Regions from separate parts of the Ovis aries genome. Here region 2 is linked to region 1. The links are chromatin contacts, called in public Hi-C maps. All regions are on one chromosome and are shown on one strand. Each heading gives the region's core, a stretch centred on a gene start, on an enhancer-like site or on the middle of the called end of the contact. The rest is flanking DNA. Distances are from core to core; before and after follow the strand shown.

Region 1 (5,226 bases), core at 1,615-4,114:
GGATGTTTCATGACCCTCCCAGGGCAAGCGGACAACTGATGCACAGGGAGGTGTGCTGAATGGAATGAAACACAGACATTAAAAATTTTTAGGCCACTTCCCTTGAGCGTTTCCTTCTCCAGACTGACTGCCCGGCCTCCAGAAAGGGTCCTCAACTGAGCAGCTCTCTAAACACAACACTGACCACTGTCTCTATCCAAGTTTAGTACCATTGTCACCGCTCACCTGGATTTTCTGAGCAGTCTCCAGCCTCCTGGCACACCCTCATCCAACCTCCCCAAGAGATGGGCAAGCTTCCCAAAACACACATCTGACACCATCCTTCTCCCCCAGAGAAACTTCCACAGTGCCCCACTGCCCTGGAATAAAGTCCAGATCCTTGGGAATAGCTGACCTGGCCCCTGCCAGCTTCTCCTGCCAACACCCCACACTCCCTCCTCTGTCTAGGCCTTTCTGTTCTCTTTACAGCGCACCATCCTCTCCCCACTGGTAGACCAGCTCTCCAAGAAAGCTTCCCTGCCTTCCATCCCTCCCCAGGCCAGAAGTCATCAGCCCCTCCTCCCAGACAATTGCCTCTTTTCACATAGACTTTGCCCCTTAAGGGTGTGACCACCAGCCTTCTCTTTGACACACTGTCTTGAAATATTTGTTGAATGAATGAATAAATACCCTTTTAAAACATTCCCCTTGGGGCTCTCTTTCTGAGTTGGTCAGAGATGTATTCTGGGGGTGCTGAGAGGGGAGTAAGGCTCAGGACAAGATAGTGGACTGTTCCATTCTCCTGCCAAGATCAGTCCTGAATAAAAACCAACCCCCAGGGCCTTCAAAGTGGGTGGGGTACCTCCAGAATCTGGGGTGAGGGCTGTACGCCCAACATCAAGAATCAGTACAGTTGTCTCTACAACTACAGGGCAAGTTGGTTGCTCATACCTAGACTGCAAGCCAGAAGGACAGACTCTATATTGCTCTGGGTCACGTCATTTCTAGTGTCCTCCACATAGTAGGTGCTCAATACACACCCTAGTTGACCAAAGAGCCGCTCACGTACCTAGACACGGTACCAAACGAAACCCTGTACTTCTCTAGGATAATTGCACCCTTGTCAAGCATGCCAATCCTTTCAAAAAGATTCCCCCTAAAACCACAAGGACCTCAACGAGTGTCTGCACAGCTCCCTCTGGAACTGTCCTAGGGGTGAGATGTCAGTGTCTGGGGGTGAATGCACATTTGTCCAGGAGCTCTGATGCATTAGCAAAGGAAAAGCTGGGCCAAAGGAGAAGTCTTGTCCAAATGGTGAGGTTACTGATTAGCCAAACCCTCAGAGCTTCTCTCTGCAAGGGGGATCAGAGGGGCAATTAAACCCCTTTGGAAGAAAGACCAAGTTAAATATCTCTCTAATCCTGTAGTTTGAAAAGATAGCAAGTTGAGTTTCTTGAGCTTTCCTTCAGATACCCTAGGGGAGGCGGCAGGGGATGAGACAAGGGAGAGGAGAGGCCACAGAATGAGGGTCCACCAGTATTTACACAGCCCAAACCTGCTTCATACCTTTTATATCTATTAATCCCGCCAGTCACCCAGAAAAGGGAGGACTGCGACCCCACCCCCACTCCACTGTGCCCCGAAGGGAGATCTGGGCTCAGAGATGTTAAGCATTTTGTCCCAGGGTCACAAAGAAGCTGCAAACAAAAATCACTTTCTTTGTGCAACAGGTACAGTCCTTTCCTTTCCAAAAGGTAGTGGCAGTTCCTGGCTGGAGAAAGTTCAGTCCCGCGGGCAGGAAGCCCTGGCCACCCAGGTGGCGCGCGCAGGTCATACGCCCGCGCCACTACGGGCCCGCCACGGACCAGCGGAGAAGCAGGGTTTCGGGGCGCGGCGCCCCGGCTACGCGCTCGGTGCTTGCTAGGAGGATGTGGAAAGGTCGGGCCCGGGTCGGGGGTCAACGCGCCGCTTCCCTTCCCCAGGGCCCCGCCTGTAGCCCTAGGCGGCGCCGCCAGCGGGGTGGGGGGCCAGCCGAGCCTGCCGGGGAGCAGGGAGATTGAGCCTTAATCTCATCAGGGAGCCTCTGCCCTGGGAAGGAAAGCGGAGGGGGTGCACAGGCCCGGTGGGGAGGGCGCGTCCGGCGCCCGCGGGGCCCGGCGCGCCGCTCTCTCCACCGCCCCCGCTGCCCGCAGGATCCCTTCGCCTCCGGCTCCGCCTCGATCCGCACCCCCGCTTCCCAGTGTCCACCTCCTGGGCCTCCAACCCGCACGGTCGTCCAGATCCTAGCAGTCGCAGGCTGAGTAGCCCGGATCTCCAACGATCCCCCAGTTCCCGGCCACCAGGTCTCCTCTCGGAATCACTCCCGAGGCTCGGACCAGTGGGGGGCAGGGGAGAGGGATCAACTAGCTCCCAGTTTCCAATCACCGTCCACAGTCACCCCAGGCTGGGGACCCAATGGTACCCCGGGCCACCGGCGCCAGATCCACTCCGAATATCGACTCGCAGGTCTCCAGCCGAGTGGCGCGGGATCCACTGGTAGCCCAGTGCTGGATCTTCCCGCGGGCTCCACTCCCAAGTCTGGAGAGACAGACCTTCCGGCTCTCAAGTCGGGATGCCCCTTCCCCGGAGATCCAGAGCCCGGGGAGACCCACCAGGTCCCCACCTCTTCCCAGGCTAACTTTGTCAACTTTTCTCCGGGGGCCTCAGCGGAGCAGAAACTTGGCAGCCACCGCCGGCCACCGCCTCCTCTATCCCCTCACAGGCCGGGGACACGGGACTGATGGCCGGCCCCGATCCGCCGCGGCCACGGCGCAACCTACCCTAGAGCCGCCGCCGCCGCCGCCGGTCCGCGCCGCGCCGCCACCTGCCCGCAGCCCGAGGCACCTGCCTGCGCTGCCCGCGGCCCCGCGCAGCCTAGCCTGCTGGGGCGGGGCCTCGGACAGGGAAGCGCCCCCCGTCGCCATGGGAACGGCGGCCGGCGGCGCCTGCGCGGAGGGCCCCGGGGCGGAGCTCAGCCCGCGGACTCGAGCTCTCGCTTGGCGCCGGGACCGGGGGGACGGTCCGGCAGGTCAGAGGTCGCGAGTTTCCCCCGAGACTCCTCCCGGAAGTGCTCTTGGCCCTAGAGCCCCGACCCTGCCTCGCCTGACTCAGAACATTTGTTCGTGATGCCTGCTTGCGTTGCCGGGGTTAGCCCCCGGCTTTGGCCGGGAGTCACCCACAACACACACCGCGAACCGCCGCCGTGTCTGCGCCCGAGAGCCTAGTGCAGCCTGGGAGCTCGGGAGAGCCTCGCCCATTGAATCGCTTGGGCTATGGGCGCGTGGAGCGAGCCCGGTCTGTGCGTAGCGCTCGCGCCTCTTCGCGGCGAGCAGGGGAATCGCACCCGGGGCGGCTCATTTCCGCCAGGGCACCTAGTGTCATCGCTGCGGCCTTATGTAGAAGTGGGGGGATGAAGGGTGAGCCGAAAAGAGACTTTTTGGACAAGCTGAGAGAACCGTAGGAAGTCTCTCCTGAACGAGAAAATGTCTGATTTACTATCCTTTACTCATTTCATTCCATAGGTTTCTATTCAGCACCTACAGTATGCTGGATGCCAGGGACCCGTGATACTGGTGGGGACTTCACTGGTGACAGAGACAAGATACAGCTGGCAAGATACAGATTCTCATAGAGCTTACAGACACTGTAAACAATATTTAGACAAATAAGTTGAACTGCATTTGGGACTCGTGCTTCCTTCCTTAGGAAGGAATTGTATGGAGACAATAACTAAAAGACTAAGTCAGTTGGACCTCAGTGAAGTCAAAGAGAAAAAAAGAATGTAATGCTGTTTGGCTCCAGGAGATACATCATATCCATTGTTTCTTTAAATCTCCACTTTTGGAGCAAGGATCAGCACCTCCGTATCTTATCAAGGAGCATTCTGAGGCTCCCTAGGAGACTTGTCCATGGTGATGGAACCCAGAAGTGGTGAGGTAGTGGCTCTATGACGTCTTGCAGCTTAGAATAATCTCTTGTATCAGCTGTATGTCTGGAAAACAGTCGTCAGTAGGATCCAACTCAGTAGCTTTTAAATAAGACTACCAGGCGCTTCCCTGGTTGTGAGTTGCTGGGACTCCGTGTTCCCCCTGCTCCCAGCCCTGGCTTTTCTCTTCCCAAGGACGGGGGACAGTGCCATTCAGGGACTTTCCCAGGACCCCTTCCTTCCCTTCAACCCCTGGTCTAGGATCTAGGTCCCACATACTGTAACTAAGGGTTTGCATGCTGCAACTGAAAAAAGATCCCGCATGCTGCAACTGGTAACTCTGCGTGCCGCAACTAAGACCTGGTACAGCCAAATAAATATTTTTTAAAATAAGTAAAAAGTAAATATGACAACCATGCCCAGGGTGGTGACTTCGAGGTAGGGAGAATAGTTGGATTGAAAGTAAAAATGCCTCAAAATCCACCTTTAAAGTAGGGTTTTTCCATTATGTGTGTATTATATCAGCAAATCAAGTCCCTGTTTATTGTTCGCTGCCCTTTCTAGAACTTCTGGAAGCAGGAGCTTTTGTCTCTTTAGTTCCCTCCTGATTCTCAGTGCCTAGGGCAGGGCTTGCCAAATAGTATGTACTCAGAAAATACTGTGCTTAATTGGATTAAACGCATGAATAATCAACAGTTTTAATAAGAGTACTGACTGCTACCTCTCCCTGCTAACCGTATGGGAACTTCTTGTCTCTCTGGGCGAATCTCAGTTCACCAGAATATGTGGGTTGAGGGTTCTGTTGAAACTGGATGTCTCTCAGCTGCCCATTCAGCTCAGTCCTCCATCTTGGTGTCTCCTCTCTATCCCAGAAATTAAGTGGGGGAGAGAGAAGACAGTCCTTTTTCTGCCACTCATCACAGAAACCCCAAACCCAGATGTGGCCCCAGCCCTAGCCAGCCCACTCCCAATTTTGCACCCCAGGAAATGCCCAGCCTATGCCCAGTGTCAGGGCATCTACCCACACCCGGCTTTGAGGTGGGGGGGAGTCCCAAAAATGCCAAACTACAACTCCCAGAGTCCTCCTGGCCCCAGGAGGGGCGGGACTTCCTGGTTCAGCCCCACCTTAGCAGATTCTCCCTGCATTCCTGTGTCTTCCCTCCCAGGTGAGAGGCTGCCAGCCAGCACACACCCAGCGATTACACCCTGACCAAAAAGGTGTCAGGTTGTACATTGTTTTCAGAGCCAACAGCCCACCTCTTACTCCCAGTCCTGGCTTTTCT
Region 2 (5,329 bases), core at 96-2,595, 170 kb before region 1:
CAGGAGGCACGAGAGACGTGGGCTGGTTCCCTGGGCGGGAAAGACCCCTGCAGAAGCGCGCAGCAGCCCACTCCAGTATTCTCATCCAGAGAATCCCACGGAGAGAGGAGCCTGGCGGGCTCTGGTCCATACGCTGCACAGAGTCAGACATGACTGAAGCGATTTAGCACACATACTGGGTATTGGGTTCCACAGAATATACTGTTAAAATTAATTGTGCCAGGATTTCCCTGGAGGTCCAGTGGTTAAGACTTCGACTTCCAGTGCAAGGAGTGAAGAAGGTTCGACCCCTGATTGGGGAGCTAAGATTCTGCATGCTGCATGGCCAAAACAAACAAACAAACCATAGAAGCGATATTGTGACTAATTCAATCAAGACTTTAAAAAATTGCCTTTAAAAAAAAGGAAGAAGACTTTTAAAAAAGGGGAAATAATCTTAAATTAATTTCGCCCGTTTTCCTTCTACTGTGCTGATGCGGCCCCTGGAACACTGCGGCTGCGCGCGAGGCTTGGGTGTGCAGCTTGCGCTGCATTTCCGTCGGGCAGCGCTGACGGCGATGAAACCGTCACCGGCCGTCACCTGTGGTGGAGCGGGAGTGGGGAATATCCTACATCGCTTCACTCATTCACTCACTCACTCGACAAAGATTTACTGAGCGCCTACTATGTGCCAGGCCCTGTGCTGAAAAGCTGTATCTTTGCATCCTCCCCACAGGATAGGATTAACCTCACGAAATTAAACATATAACCTTGCGAAAGATGAGGAAGCCGAGGCAGAAAGACATGAAGAGCCTTGCCCAAAGGGGCGGACCTGACCCCAGAATCCAGATCCATGACTCTCTCTCTCCTCCTGGAATTTCTGCCCACGATAATGTATTCCGAGTACCACTCGGATAATTGGAACCACAAAAGACAGAAGATTTATAAATAAATCAAGCCATTAAAATTAAATAGGCTCCCTGCTCCTCTCTTAAAAAGACCCCAAAGTCAAGAGCCGAGGAAAGCCTTATCCTAAGGAAGGGGGGACCAGCACGCCAGACAACACGTCCCTGATCAGAGGGTCTGCCCCAAAAGACCGCCGAACTTCACCCTTGGGCAGAGCTGTCAACCCAGGTGTGCTGGTGTCTCACTCAGGGAGTACAGCCTGCTTTTTGTCAGCTCTGAACGGATTTCGTTACTTGGAATAAGCAGGACATTGGGGCGTGGGGCGGCATTGAGGCGGAGCCACAAAAAATGAGGGAAATACCACCGAGCGGGCAGCAGGTGGCGCTGCTGCCCAGGGCTGGGAGTAAAGCCTCGCCTGGGCCCTTTCTGGGAGGAGAAGCTGCGGTACCTCTGAGAGACGGGAGGGGGCGAGCGATACCAGGACACGGGAGCGGGGGCGGGGACGCGGGCAGGTGGAGATGCCAGTGGCGGGGTTTCCCCTTCTCCCTGAAAGAGCTGGGAGGATAGAGGCCCAGAGAAGAGGGGCCTCCCAGGGTGAGACAAAGCAAAACCAGGACCCAGACTTCCAGACTCCTGCAGGAACATTCTAGTGAAATTTAAGTAAGTTCATTAACTAACCGTATATCACAGCTTAGGAAAGAAAACGAAAGGCCCTTCATGTGCACCATTAGAAACCTGCGCTTTCCTTTTTCTTTTCTTGTGTGCTTACTCACTCAGTCGTGTCCGACCCTCTGTGACCTCATGGACTATAGCCGGCCAGGCTCCTCTGTCCTTGGAGATTCTCCAGGCAAGGATACTGGAGTGGGTTGCCATGCCCTCCTCCAGGGGATCTTCCCAAGCCAGGGATCGAACCCAGGTCTCCTGCATTGCAGGCAGATTCTTTACTCTCTGAGCCACCAGGGAACCCCATGAATACTGGAGTGAGAGCCTATCCCTTCTCCATAGGAACTTCCTGACGCAGGAATCAAACCAGGATCTCCTGTGTTGCAGGCAGATTCTTTACCAGCTGAGCTACCAGAGAAGCCCACCCATTTCTAGTTCACTCACCTCCCCCCAGCTTGGGTACCGACGACAGCTATGGGACATAGGTCAGTGGAGGGGTGTGGCCACTCCTGACTGGGGTAGGGGGCAGGGGAAGGAGCTGGGAGACCTGGGTCTGAGTCCAGCTCAGCCATGGACACACCATATCCGGGTCTGAGTCCATCTTAGCCATGGACACGCCATATCCCTGGGCACAACACCCACAGATGAGGTAACTAAGACACACAGAGACACAGCCAGTAAGTAGCCACACTGGGGTTGACCCAGATCTCCCTGGTTTTAAAATGCCATGCGATCCTGCAGCCCTCGGGTGGGGAAGGTGAACTGAGAACATGGCAAGCCCATCCTCGGTGTCCACAGAGCTGCTACTGCGTTTCATCCCGCCCCAGGGCAAGAAGAAAAACTGCATGTTTAAAACAAAGAACAGGTACGATGGACAAATGCAAAGTATCAAACTCCTACTTCTACGACTAAGTGCTGGGAAATACGCCCACTGTGAACACAAGTTACCCTCCTGCCCACCCCAAGTCTCAGTCTTCGTCTCTGCAAGGTGGGACCACAGACTTAAATGCTGCGCTTCAGAGCTGACAACAGTGCTCGGCCTGTCCGCTTAATACATCTTGGCTGTTTTTATGAGCATCATTCCCTTTCTACAGGGCCTTCCCAGGTGGCTCAGTGGGTAAAGAATCCACCTGCAGTACAGGAGATGCAGAAGACGCGGGTTCGATCCCCAGATAGGGAAGCTCCCCTGGAAGAGGCCAAGGCAGCCCACTCCAGTGTTCTTGCCTGGAGAATCCCATGGACAGAGGTGCCTGGCGGGCTTCCATTCCATGGGGTCGCACAGAGTCGGACAGGACTAAGTGACCAAGCACGCACACATGCACCCTTCTACAGAAGAGGAGTTCGTGAAATCCGGCAAATACAACTAAATGGTCCAGGACCCCACAGCCAGCCAGAATGGAGCTGGGATTCAGGCCTGCCTGCCTCCTGAATCCGGGTGATGCTTGGTGACGTTCAGGCTTCTGCAGTCACAATAACATTCCCTCCCAGCCAGGCAAACACCTGAGGGGCCCTCCATGCCACTAACAGTGATGATCCTGAATGCTGACATAGCTTATGATGGTATGTATAATACGCTCCTCTGTTTATAAACACACAATATACGTACATAGAAAAAAAGTCTAGAAAGACAACCAAAAACACTAATGAAAGTGATACCTGAGTCCTGACATTACAGTTGGTTTTCATTTTCTTGGCAATTTTTTTTTTTTTTTTGGTTTGTGGTGGTGAAACATGTAAGATGAAATTTGCCAGTAGGGGCATCCAGTGCATTCCTAATGCTGTGGGCTTCCCTCGCAGCTCAGCTGGTAAAGAACCTGCCTGCAACGCGGGAGACCTGGGTTTGATCCCTGAGTTGGGAAGATTCCCTGGAGAAAGGAAAGGCTACCCACCGCAGGCCCAGTATTCTGGCCTGGAGAATTCCACAGACTGTATAGTCCATGGGGTTGCAAAGAGTCAGACACGACTGAGCGACTTTCACTTTCCTTCTTAACGCTGTGTGGCCATCGCCACTCTGGTTTAAGAACATCTCCATCCGCCCAGGAGGAAATCTGGTCTCCTCTGTCCCTGTGGATTTGCCTATTCTGGGTATTTCATATATCATTTTAAAATCTTTTTTTTTTTTTGTACTTTCTAAACTTCTGTTTTATAAAAAGAATGAGTTGCCTTATTACACAACAACCTGTTACAGACAAAACAGGTTCTCCTTAGTAACGGAGAAATCAGGAGGCAGATGGGGGCCGACTCCCCCCGAGAGGTCCTGTCCCACACCGCTTACCTCTCCCCGCTCTGGCGCTGGTCCGGCCACGTCCCATACTGACTGTCGGCTTCCTGCACGAGGGTGTCGGTGTCCTTGGCCTCGGGGGTCCTCCTGGAGAAACACTGCTTCAGCTGATCCTGCAAGGACAAGCCAGAGGTTTCTATCAGGGGCAAATGCTCAGAACCTGGTCCGGCTGATAAACCTATTTATCAGCCTATCCAGCTGATAAATCATGCTGCCTGACCCCTTGCTCAAACCCACCCAGGCTCCCTACTGCTCTCAGAGACGGGTCCAAACGTCTGCGCTGAGAACTGGAGTGACCGACCGTCCAGGACTGCCCAAGACATCGCAGGAGGCAGGTTAAGATGCCGCACTTCCGGTACAGAGGGGCCTGGGTTCGATCCTTGGTCAGGGAACTAGATCCTGAATACCACAACCAAGCGTTTGCATGCCATAACTAAAGATCCTGCATGCTGTAACTAAGACCCAGGGCAGCTAAACAAACAAACAAAAAGCCCCCAAGAGACGGGGATCTCTGAGTGATGAGTGAGGGAACAAGGGCCCCTGGAAATCAGAACGGCAAGCTTCCAAGGCTGCCGAGGGTGGAATCAGGGCAGGAGGCAGGGGAACACTTCCTGACCTCCTTTGGAAGGCTCTGGGCGGCAGGCTGGGGGTGGAGGAGTATATGGTGCTCAGCAAAACACACACTGGCTTCCGTGTGTCCCCATTTGTGGGCCTCCCTGCAGAGGTTTAAGATTCATGCTCAGGGATGTGGAATCCCTGAAGGCAGGGAGGGAGGTCTGCTCCCCTCACTGCTAAAGCCAGACTCGGGATTCTGGAAGGCAGCATCCCCGACTTCCTCGCCACTCTCACCCCCGAGTCGGGTCAACCTCCAAGCCCTTCAAAGTCTCTCTCGGGAACATTCCATCCAAACCCGGCCAGCTCTGGGGCTCCCCTGCCTCCTTCACCTCTGGTCCCTTCCCAGACATTCTTTTCCCGTAACAGTTTCCAAAGCTGAACTCAAAGCCTGCAAGGTCCTTGCTCAAAACCCTTCAATAGCTCCCCAGAGTCAGGTCCAAACACCGGAAGGATGGCTTGTGGGACCTTCACTGGTGGGGCTCTTTCTCCACCGTCCCCTGTCCCTCTCCCACCTCCTGACCCTCCCAGCCCCTCTTCCTGGCTGCTCCAGCCCTCCTTCACCTTGGGACCTGCTGGAGCAGCCACCACCTCTTGGCTCTCGTTCAAATTTCAGCTTCAGCTTCGTTGGCTCTTCCTCCAGGAAGCCTTCCCTGAACTCCCCCTCACCCAAGGCTGGCTCAGGAGCCCCCAGCTCCCGTTCCCTCAGCTTCAGGTCTCTACACCTATGTTGTCCAACACAATAGCCACACGTGGCTATTTACATTAATTAAAATTTGAAAAATACAAAGAATCCAGTTCTTCAGTGGCTGTAACTACATTTCAAGGGCTCCACAGCTGCATGTGGCTGCCACATTCAGCAGCATGGATAGAGTACACGTCAGTCAC

Evidence for each region. Hi-C and Micro-C count contacts between places; a contact is called where the count stands out from the background.
Region 2: a Hi-C map of tail adipose tissue shows a contact between it and region 1, with 3 times the contacts expected there. The contact joins the enhancer-like site here to the promoter of KIAA1671 in region 1. A contact is called at or near these places in 4 of 16 Hi-C or Micro-C datasets (blood, hypothalamus, omental adipose tissue and 1 more).

What each region holds. Positions count from the first base shown.
Region 1 is chr17:65,294,235-65,299,460 of ARS-UI_Ramb_v3.0, reverse strand. It overlaps KIAA1671 (KIAA1671 ortholog), which reads right to left and starts at 2,864. Exons shown (of 12, transcript XM_060400832.1): 1 at 2,799-2,864.
Region 2 is chr17:65,461,252-65,466,580 of ARS-UI_Ramb_v3.0, reverse strand. It overlaps KIAA1671 (KIAA1671 ortholog), which reads right to left. Exons shown (of 12, transcript XM_060400832.1): 6 at 3,824-3,942. Among named protein-coding and RNA genes, the nearest start is that of CRYBB3, 18 kb to the left of the region's middle. Within about 2 kb of position 1,345, at least 4 of the 54 cell types and tissues checked have an H3K27ac peak or open chromatin away from gene starts, as enhancers often do. A contact at or near this core is called in tail adipose tissue, where this site is marked.